Regions from separate parts of the Mus musculus genome. Here all the other regions are linked to region 3. Evidence: chromatin contacts called from public HiChIP or PLAC-seq and promoter capture Hi-C data. All regions are on one chromosome and are shown on one strand. Each heading gives the region's core, a stretch centred on a gene start, on an enhancer-like site or on the middle of the called end of the contact. The rest is flanking DNA. Distances are from core to core; before and after follow the strand shown.

Evidence for each region. HiChIP or PLAC-seq counts read pairs in DNA pulled down with a chosen protein or histone mark. Capture Hi-C pulls out chosen DNA fragments and counts their contacts.
Region 1: a FOXA1 HiChIP or PLAC-seq map of pancreatic cancer cells shows a contact between it and region 3. The contact joins the enhancer-like site here to the promoter of Rab43 in region 3. A contact is called at or near these places in 3 of 39 promoter capture datasets (the 3T3-L1 cell line and hippocampal neurons) and 2 of 115 datasets of contacts at active chromatin or transcription factors (large pre-B cells and pancreatic cancer cells).
Region 2: a contact with region 3 is called in a promoter capture Hi-C map of pancreatic islet. The contact joins the promoter of Kbtbd12 here to the promoter of Rab43 in region 3. A contact is called at or near these places in 2 of 39 promoter capture datasets (both in liver) and 1 of 9 other capture datasets (pancreatic islet).

Annotation. Positions count from the first base shown.
Region 1 is chr6:87,067,680-87,070,702 of GRCm38.p6, reverse strand. It overlaps Gfpt1 (glutamine fructose-6-phosphate transaminase 1), which reads right to left. Exons shown (of 19, transcript NM_013528.3): 11 at 2,924-3,019. Among named protein-coding and RNA genes, the nearest start is that of Gfpt1, 26 kb to the right of the region's middle. Within about 2 kb of position 1,367, at least 93 of the 459 cell types and tissues checked have an H3K27ac peak or open chromatin away from gene starts, as enhancers often do. A contact at or near this core is called in pancreatic cancer cells, where this site is marked.
Region 2 is chr6:88,625,927-88,629,201 of GRCm38.p6, reverse strand. It overlaps Kbtbd12 (kelch repeat and BTB (POZ) domain containing 12), which reads left to right and starts at 1,773. Exons shown (of 6, transcript NM_001278671.2): 1 at 1,773-1,805.
Region 3 is chr6:87,810,236-87,813,128 of GRCm38.p6, reverse strand. It overlaps Rab43 (RAB43, member RAS oncogene family), which reads left to right and starts at 1,350. Exons shown (of 3, transcript NM_001039394.1): 1 at 1,350-1,782. The coding sequence starts at 1,585.

The DNA.
Region 1 (3,023 bases), core at 118-2,617, 740 kb after region 3:
ACTATAAACCACACTATTCATGTTTTCCAGGTCCCCTGTGAGCATTTCCAGGTTAACTTCTGTGCCTGCTCTTAATCAAAACACAGTGTAAGAGTACAGTGTTTGCACAGGTCTTGGTGTGCGCTACACTTTAGGAAGTATGATGTGTGTTCTATTGGTAAAATACTGTGTGCTGTTTGAATCCACTGAGAAACTGCCTCTGGAAATGGGGTTTTTCCCACCCCCCCACCCCCCACCATTTCAGGCCCAAGAATGTTTGTTCTCTCCAATCTGAAGACAGAATAGCCTTCTAAACACTGTGATAGGCACGAGAAAAAAACAGCCTAAGGAAAGCCATGGGAACAGCTCCAAGGAAAAACTATTTCTAACAGATGTTACTACTGTTTCCCCATAACAAACAAGTGTGTGCAGAGGGAAGGAAAAGCTGAAAAGTTAGAACCACCTCACCATCCCAGGTCTGTTTCTGCTCTACCCAATTTGACAATGCCCACTCTTGATACTCCGAAGCCTCCCCTTACTTGAGGGACCATTTTACCCTGACTAAACTCCAACTGACTGGGTTACAGAAGCCTTCCCAGTCAATTTCTGCTAGACATTTTGATATTTTGTTCTGTCTGTCTATCCATCATTTTCTACTGATTCTTTTCCTTTGGCTTGCCATATACTTCAGAAACTCAGCCATACAAAACCAAATGGATGGCTATAAGACAGAAAAAAAAACAAAAAACAAAAAAACAACGCCTGGAGGCTGGGGTGAGTCATACTCCATATAAAACAGACAAATTACATGAGGAGGGCGCACCTTTAAATCAAGAGGCAGCTGGAGATATGTGAGTCTAAGGCTGGCCTGGTCTTCAAAAGTGAGTTCCAGGCCATTTGGGACTATATAACACCCTACCCCTCCTCCCAAAAGAGCAGACAGTCTACCAGAGAAGGTAGTATTGCAGATGGAGATCAAGAACAGGCATGTTAAGACATGTTTCCTAAACTTAGTCAAGCAAATTCCCTGATGGCTTTTAGGCTAATTCTAGGAGTCCCCCAAGGTCTGAAATGACTTATGTACAATGTGTGAGACCCAGGCAGGCCTCTTGCTGCTCCTGCCTCAGCCTGCCAAGCATGTCATAATCTGGATAATGCTTTAGTCTAACTCTGACAACACAGCCATAACTAAGAAATAAATAGAAAGACTGCTTAGGAGGTGGGGTTCCTCAGGAGCGTCACTGAAGGAACACACCCATGAGTGACTGGCAATGTGACCTTTGGCAAACATTCAGCTGACAGTTCTGACGTCCCCGAGAACTCCTATCCTGTTTACATTAGACAACTCATATGCACGTAATACACGTAAGAGTTTTAAACACAGTAGCTGTCTCAGCGCTGGTGTATGACTCAGAAGGAGACGACACACATAGCACATGCAGGGTCCTAGTTTTGTTCCCCAGGATGTGGCACAGAGGGATTAAGACAACACAGTAACCACAGGAATAAAGGCATACCATGAAGTTCTCAAAGTCGGCCTCATTCTCTTCGCTTAGCAAACAGGTCTTTTTCCTGACTTAAGTTCCACGAATCCTTTGAGCACTGTGCTCTGGCCCTGGGTCTCCTCCCTCACAGATCTATGTGGTCCTCACGGTCCCACTCCTATTGCTCCTGTCTCCCCATTCTTCCTCTTTTCACTGTGCTCAGACAGATCGACATCGTACTGCTATATATAACCCAGGCTTTCCCTTCCCTGGCACCTACAGACCAGATAGCACCCAGACTTTAAAAGCTAATCAGCTTCCATAACAGAGGTGCCCCCTGAGCCCACCATCCACCTCCTCAGGACAGTTCCTCTCCCCAACTTTCCTAAACTGACTTTTATAATTCTTCAAATCCTAGACCTGAGACATACCCTAAACTACTGAGCATAAGCATAACAGAGCATAAGCCTCCTCATGGCTTTCACACCAATGCCCTCAGCTAATGCTCTTCCAGGCAGCCCAGTGTTCCCATCTGACCTCCACTTACTTACATCTTCCAAGCCTACACCTTCTTACATCGCGAGGCTTCCCCTCATCCCAACATCCCTTTCCTAAATTCAATACTAAACTTTAAACACTTTCTAGTGCTTGGATCATATTTTACATTTATTTAAATTGTTAATTATATATTCATATGATTAAATTATTAAGGGCAAGACTACATCAGAAACTCTGCTATGGTCTACTCCTGTGACATGAGTTGGAGACTAGAGTCTAGTCATGCGGTATCTGTAAGCTGCTGTGGTGTGTGCTCTAGAGACCAGAGCTGCTCTCTGACTTCTGCTTTCAACATGGAGCAAAGTGCAAACATGAAAGACCTCTGCAGAAGTTCGTGTTTTGCTACTTATGACAGAAACCTAGGGGCTGGAAAGATGGCTCAATGGTTAAGAGCACTTGCTGTTCTTGCAGAGAATTTGGGTTCTGTTTCCAGAGCACACATGATGGCTCCCAACTATATCAAACTCCTGTTCCAGTTCCTCTTCTAATCTCCAAGAGAATCAAGCACAAATGTGGTACACATATTATACAGACAGGCAGGCAAAGTGCCCAAGGTCTGATAACCACAGCAAGAACCTAGTGTGTGACTGTCACCTCGTAGTGGGATTATGCACATTCACACTGTGAGCCCCAGCCCTGCTATCCAACTCTAGAACTCTCCCACATACCCAGTGAAAACTACCTAGGAGACCATGACTCTCCACCATTCCCCAGCACCTGTCCCCACCAGCCCACTTTCTGTCCCCAAATCTGAGCTGACTCAACCAATACACAGTGCAATCGCACTTTGATACCTGGCAATCTTAGCTGTTCCACAAATCTATAAGAAGGACAATAATTTGTCAGGTTGCTAATGGCACTCCCCCAGGAGACTTAAATGACAAAATATAAAATGTCATTACCAGTGTAGTCATCAAAATTGACTCTTCCTCTCATTGTGTTCACAACAGATTCTGGCTGCTCAAAAATTTCCTTCTGCATAAATGAACTAAAGTTGCCTAC
Region 2 (3,275 bases), core at 524-3,023, 820 kb before region 3:
TTTCTTTCAAGCAGGAACGGTTCCAAACTGAGCCCATTGTTTTGGACCTCTAGTAGGCAAACTGAAGTAGGAGAGGAAGAGAACCAACTGAGCTCCTGTTGACTCTATCAGAGGCATGCCCTCCAGTAATCTAAGGACTTATCAGGTCTCCCGCCCTAAGGGTCAAACACCTCCAAATAGCATCATTCTGGAACTCACCGGTTCAACATGCAAACTTCTGGGGGAAAATCAACATCCAAACTATAGTAAGTTATAGTTTATATATTGATATATAAATATATTTAGTGATGCTAGATTGAACACTTAAAATGACTAGGTGGTAAAATCTATGTTAAACATATTTTACCACAAAGATTTTTTTAAAAGGAAAAATATGAGTGTGCACCAGAATGATCCAACCTGAGAAAGACTTATTTCTATGACCCCCAAAGCTTTGGGGGAGGGAGTAACGGAGTATTATTGTACAGTGTCTCATGTGCCCCAAGCTAGCCTTGAACTCCCAGTGAAGCCGACAGCCCCTTAAATTCCTGATTCCCCTGCCTTTACTTCTTGGGTGCTGGAATTACAAGTATGTCCAACCACTTCTAGCTTGATCTTGACTTTAAGAGAAAGGAATCACACACAAAAGAATCAGAACGGTTTCTAGAAACTGAAACAACCAGGTGACAGATTCTCTCCTAGAAATACACATCCACTGACAGCTTCACTTTAACCTATCGAGATCCTCACCCTTCCTAATGCTGTGACCCTTTAATACAGACTCTCATGTTGTGGTGATATTTCCAAGGGTCTTAGGTGACCCCTGTGAAAGGGTCATTTGACCCCTCCTCCCAAGAGCTTGTAACCCTCACACAAATGTGTATTACTACACTAAAGCCATTCTGGCTCGTTTTAAGCTAGCTGACTTAATACTGAGTCTTTAATCACAAAATAGATGATGCTCTATGACATTCTGAGGGGTACTAGCTCCCCATCACTGAGAGCACCCTGAGAACAGAATTAATCTTTTCTCAGGATTCGGGGACACTTTCCACTTACAGGAAATCCCCCCTCCCACATCAGAAGCTGAGTGCTGAAATTCAGTTGCCAGCTGTAATAAATAAAAATACAGAATTCTATGTTCTGTATTGAAACCAAAACCTGTTTTTGGTTTCAAAACAATGAGTTGCTTCTAAATGTGGACTGGCCATGCGATCTCTGAAACATATTATACGAAAAAAAGAAAAGAAATACCACTTGTATGTCTGAATTGTATATTTAACTGGATTCCTGTGTTTTCTTCAGCAACCCTACCATAGGCCGTACTCAATAAGATCACACAGAAGCCTCGGGTGAGCTTTGCAACGTTTAAAGATTAAATGAAAGACGTGTCCCCTTAAAAGATCCGATTTCCAAATTCTCTTTTCAAAGGTGTCTTTTTGGGCTCTTGACTGACAGAACACCGTTGTCCCTAGCGCGCGGTGTGGCGCGGGAAGACCCCGCGCAGGCGCACTTGCCGGTGAGGGACCTCTGGGGTCTGTGTGGAACAGGCGCGGGAAGACCCCGCGCAGGCGCACACTGCAGCGCGTGTCCCGGCCGCTTCCCGCGCGGAGGCCGAGCACCTGTTACCTCTGGGTGGCCGCCAGCGCCCTCCTCGTCCTCGCTGGGACGCCGCCTGTCCCTTGCACCCCCCTCGCTTGGTCTATTTATAGTGCTTGTCAGCCCAGGCCCATTTCGGGTAGTGTAGTCAGTCAGGCCTGCCCCGCCGCGCCCTCCCGACCCCGCGTGTGCCTAGTCACGGCGCCATGGCGGCGGAGCAGCAGCGAGTAAGTAGGGGCCTAGAGAGGGGACGCCCCCTCGGTCGGCCGGCCGGTGTGGGGTCAGCGGCCGCTCCGGTCTCCCTGCGGCATAATCCATTTGCTAGACCTCCAGGATAATTCCCTTCCCTAAATGACCCGGCTGATTATTTTGCGACCCCGCTAGACTATAAATGCCATCGAGGTAAGGGCTCTCCTGCCTTCCCGGAGCCCATAATAAAGCAGGGTTCGGTTCGTTTAAATTCAATCAGCGCTGAATGTATCCCTGGGCGACTCTCTTAACTTTAAAGCCAGGAATATAATTGCCTTGCATTTTCCCCACATGATTCTTAAGAGGAACTAATGAGCTATAATGCATATTAAAGCACTCGGAAAAAGTATAAGGAACTGGGTGAATGCAAAACATTGCGAGCACACCAAAGGAAAAAGAAGAGAAAGCTTATTTGTCTTTATCATCTCTGTGACTCATTATTGCAAGCCTTATGTACATCTGAGGGTGACTTGTTCGTATTAAACAAATCAGGGAAACGACATCAGCGGGGAAAGTTGAGTGTAATTAGGGTGGTATGCATGTTCAGCCATTTCCTACCGCGCTGGCAAAAGTAGGACTGGGGAAATCTGGTGATGGCAGAAACAACATACAGTAAGAGTGTTAGGTTATAAACCAGGGGTCACAAACTTAAATGGCTGTAAAATCACCCTCAAGAAGAGAAATAGGGAAGGCACCATAAATAATGGCTGACACTTAGGGCTTAGCACGGGTGGGCAGATGTGCCAACTGAGAAGCTGCAGCTGGCTTTTAGGTCACTTGGAAATAAGCCATTGTTGCCATTTTTTTTTTCTATAAATGCGGGAATGTTTCAAGTTTGCTTCAGCTGGCCCTTCCCCAGGAATGAGGCCTCTATCTCAGAGAGCAAATAATGACTGTGAATTAACTTTGAGGGTGGAGGTCAAAAGTAGATGTCATAATGCCACAAATAAAGGGAAGAAAGTCTCCTGGAAGGATTTATAGTTGGACAAGAGGATAATAACTTAAAGCATGGTTTAAGCAAAATCAGAATCTCCAAAGCTAACATATACATGTAAAAACACAAAGAGAGAAGGGCAGATATAGTGACACATGCCTTTAATCCTAGCACACAGGAGACAGAGGCAGGCAAGATTGCTGTGAATCAGAGGCCAGCTAAGGCTACCTAGAAAGACCCTGCCTCAGAAATATTTATTCAGATATAGGAGGGTAAGGTTATTAGGAATGATGTAGAACTAAACAAAGCATTAGTTTGATCAAACAACCATACCAAGAAACTCTTTTTTTTTTAATTTACTCACTTTACATTCCCCTCCCTGTCACCCCTCCCACAATATTTCCCCCCTCCCTCCTCCTTTTATCCACTGAGCAGGTGGGGGCCCTCCTGGGTATCACACACACACACACACACACACACACACACACACACACACACATATCAAGTTTGTGAG
Region 3 (2,893 bases), core at 101-2,600:
AGTTTCCTCTTCCCTTCCTTACTGGGGAAGTTTTGGATTTTGTCTTGGATTTTGCCTTTCGTTCATGGATGGATCTCAAGGCCCTAGAACAATGTTTGGCTTGCAACAGCCATTATTAAAAAACTATCGAATCAAATAGCCATGCAGGGCCTAAGGGGGCTGTCCAAAGAAGCTAGAGTATTCTCAGCTTTCTCTCATTTTTAGGGATGGGGCCTATTTGATCTAGTTCAAACTGTTTACAGACATCTGGGTCCCATTTCTGTGACTTCAGGTTTCTCAGGCCAAACTTCTGAGCTGGCTGACTCACAGGTTTCCCTTGTGCAGGAGGTGTTTGGCTGGGACCAGGACTCCTGTTCCCAGCCACCCCAGGTTTGACTGGACTCCTGTCTGCTCTATCAATTCTTCCAAATGGAACTCTAGGCCATTCTGCCCTCAAGGATTTTCATTTCCTCTGTCTTCCTTTTTCACCTAAGGGAAGCTGCCTTTACTGTGTGTCACCAGAACTTTCCATTCTCCGAAGAGGGAACATTGAGTTGTGTTCTGCCTCATCAGCCCTTCATTGTCAGCCATAGCTGTCCCCTGCCCCGAAACGACTCTTGCCTGTTCCCCACTGGGTGCAGGCCAGGCGAGGGACGGAGGCATGTCAGTGAGGGGTGGACGTGGGGCCCGGCTGAGAAGGGCATGAGGTTAGGGAATGATGAACTGGCGATTATAACGAGTTGTTGACCTAATAGGGGCCAAAGCCTGCTATGGGGGCGCAGCGGACCGAAGCGGAGTTGAAGAGGCGCGGAGAGCTGAGTTGAGAGGCGTTAGGGAGGAGTTAGCTCCAGGGCTACGAAAAGGTGCGGGTGGATTTCCGTCTTGGATGCAGTGCCTAAGGCGAGGTCCAAGCCAAGAGGCTCCGGAGGATTAGGGCGGGGTAAGAGATGTTAAGGGCGGGGTCAGGACCAAATAGAGGATCAAGGCGTTGTTGACAGCGAATCCGCACCGGGCTTAAGTCCGGGTTAGTGAAGTGCTGAGAAGTGAGAAAGAACGGTGCTGAGGGCGGGATTGGGGTGGTGTTGAGAGAAGGGTCGGAGGCTTTGGCCGTGGTGGGGTGCGGGCGGTGCTCGGAGAAGGATCGGGGAGGTGAGAAGCTTAGAGGGAGTGCTGGGGGGTCGGGACTGTACTGACAGGCTAGGAGGTGTTGGTTATGGGAGGGGGAGACTGGGCGGTCCTGGGGGCGGGACCCAGAGGCGGAGTGGCGGGAGATGGGCGGTGCTGGGGATCAGGGAGGCTCGCCCCGCCCTGAAGGCGGCGCACGAGCGGGCCTGAGGTAGCCGTGGGCCGGCACGGCACCGACGGCTGGCAGAGAGCTGCGGAGGGCCGGGCGGTGCGCTCCCGGGCGGAGCCGAGTCCTCGGGGCTCCGGAGCGGAGCGGGGCGGGGCGGAGCGGGACGGTCGATCGGTCCGCCGTGCAGCTCGTTCAGGTGCCGCCGCCGCTCCACGTAGCCCGGCGGCGGGCCGGCTAGGGCACACGGACCTCGGCCCGCGGCTGTCCTTAGCCCAAGCCGGGCCCTTGCGTCCCAGGACTCCCGCGGAGCCATGGCGGGCCCTGGCCCGGGAGATCAGGACGAACACTACGATTTCCTGTTCAAGCTGGTGTTAGTGGGCGACGCGAGCGTGGGCAAGACGTGCGTGGTGCAGCGCTTCAAGACCGGCGCCTTCTCGGCGCGTCAGGGCAGCACCATCGGTGTCGACTTCACCATGAAGACGCTGGAGATCCAGGGCAAGCGGGTCAAGGTGGGAGGCGGCGCGGCCCGCTGCTTTGCTCCCGGCGGGCGGTTCGCGGCCAGTCCTTCGGCTTCCCCTTCTTTCAGAACGGGCTTGGGCCTTGATGTCCGTGCTGGGTTCAGGTCCGAAAGCACCACCTTGGGCTCTGGGAGTGGTGACAGTGGGCGGCCAGAGCGTGGAGGAGGAAGCCTGCACCCCACTCCCGCCCCCCCGTCTCTCAGCCTGGGGACTCCTTCGAAACAACTTGCGGTGGAAGGCAACCTGCGGGCCGTTCCGTGAGCGCCACGCATGCCGGGACAGACCCTTCCCTGCGCGGCCCTCTGGGGAGCACTCAGCCAAATAACGACATCCCCGTGACCGGGAGGGACCAGGAAGTAGTGGCTGCTAGGACCGGAGGTCCAAAAGTTTTTGTCAGAATTTCCTCCCTGGCCACGCCTCCCCGCGGTCTCTTTTATGGACCCGGTGGTGGAACTCCACTCCACCAGGGCCAGCGCGGAGTTGGGGTGGGGGTGGGGGGCCTCCCCGACTAAGGGTTGATAGAAACCGAAAACTTCATCACAGATACCGGAAGGTGGGGGAGAGAAGCAAACTTTGGCAATGACCCCAGCAGAAACAGCAGGATGTGGTTGTCACAATGTCCTGGCAATGATTTGATAAATAATATTTGTGATGAATGAAATCAAGTTTCTTAACCTAGGTGTCTGTCCTCCCTAAAAAAAAAAAAAAGGTAGCATCCTGGACAGGACACAGCGCTGTTCTTGTGCACAGAGGCTCTTAGTAACTTTCCTGATTTCCACCCTGCAGAAATCCTTTGCCGTTTTTCACGGTTTCTGGTTCACAAGGATCTTCAAGACAGCTTTAAAGAGAACTGGGTGGGGGCAGTCTTGTGTTTTCAGACGTGAAGCCCGAGGATGGGAGTCTTTTGACCCTGTTGCTGGTGTGGCTCGCTGCTCATTTGGGTGGCTGTAGGCCTGTTCTCTGTTGCCCTTGGCTGGAATACTTTGTTCTTTGTTTCTATAAAGTTGGGATAATTTCTGGGTGTTGCCTCTCTCCTGTCCCATAGTGTAGAAAAAAAAAAAAAAAGCAAGTCAACAATCATTGTTTTTATGACCACTGTGCC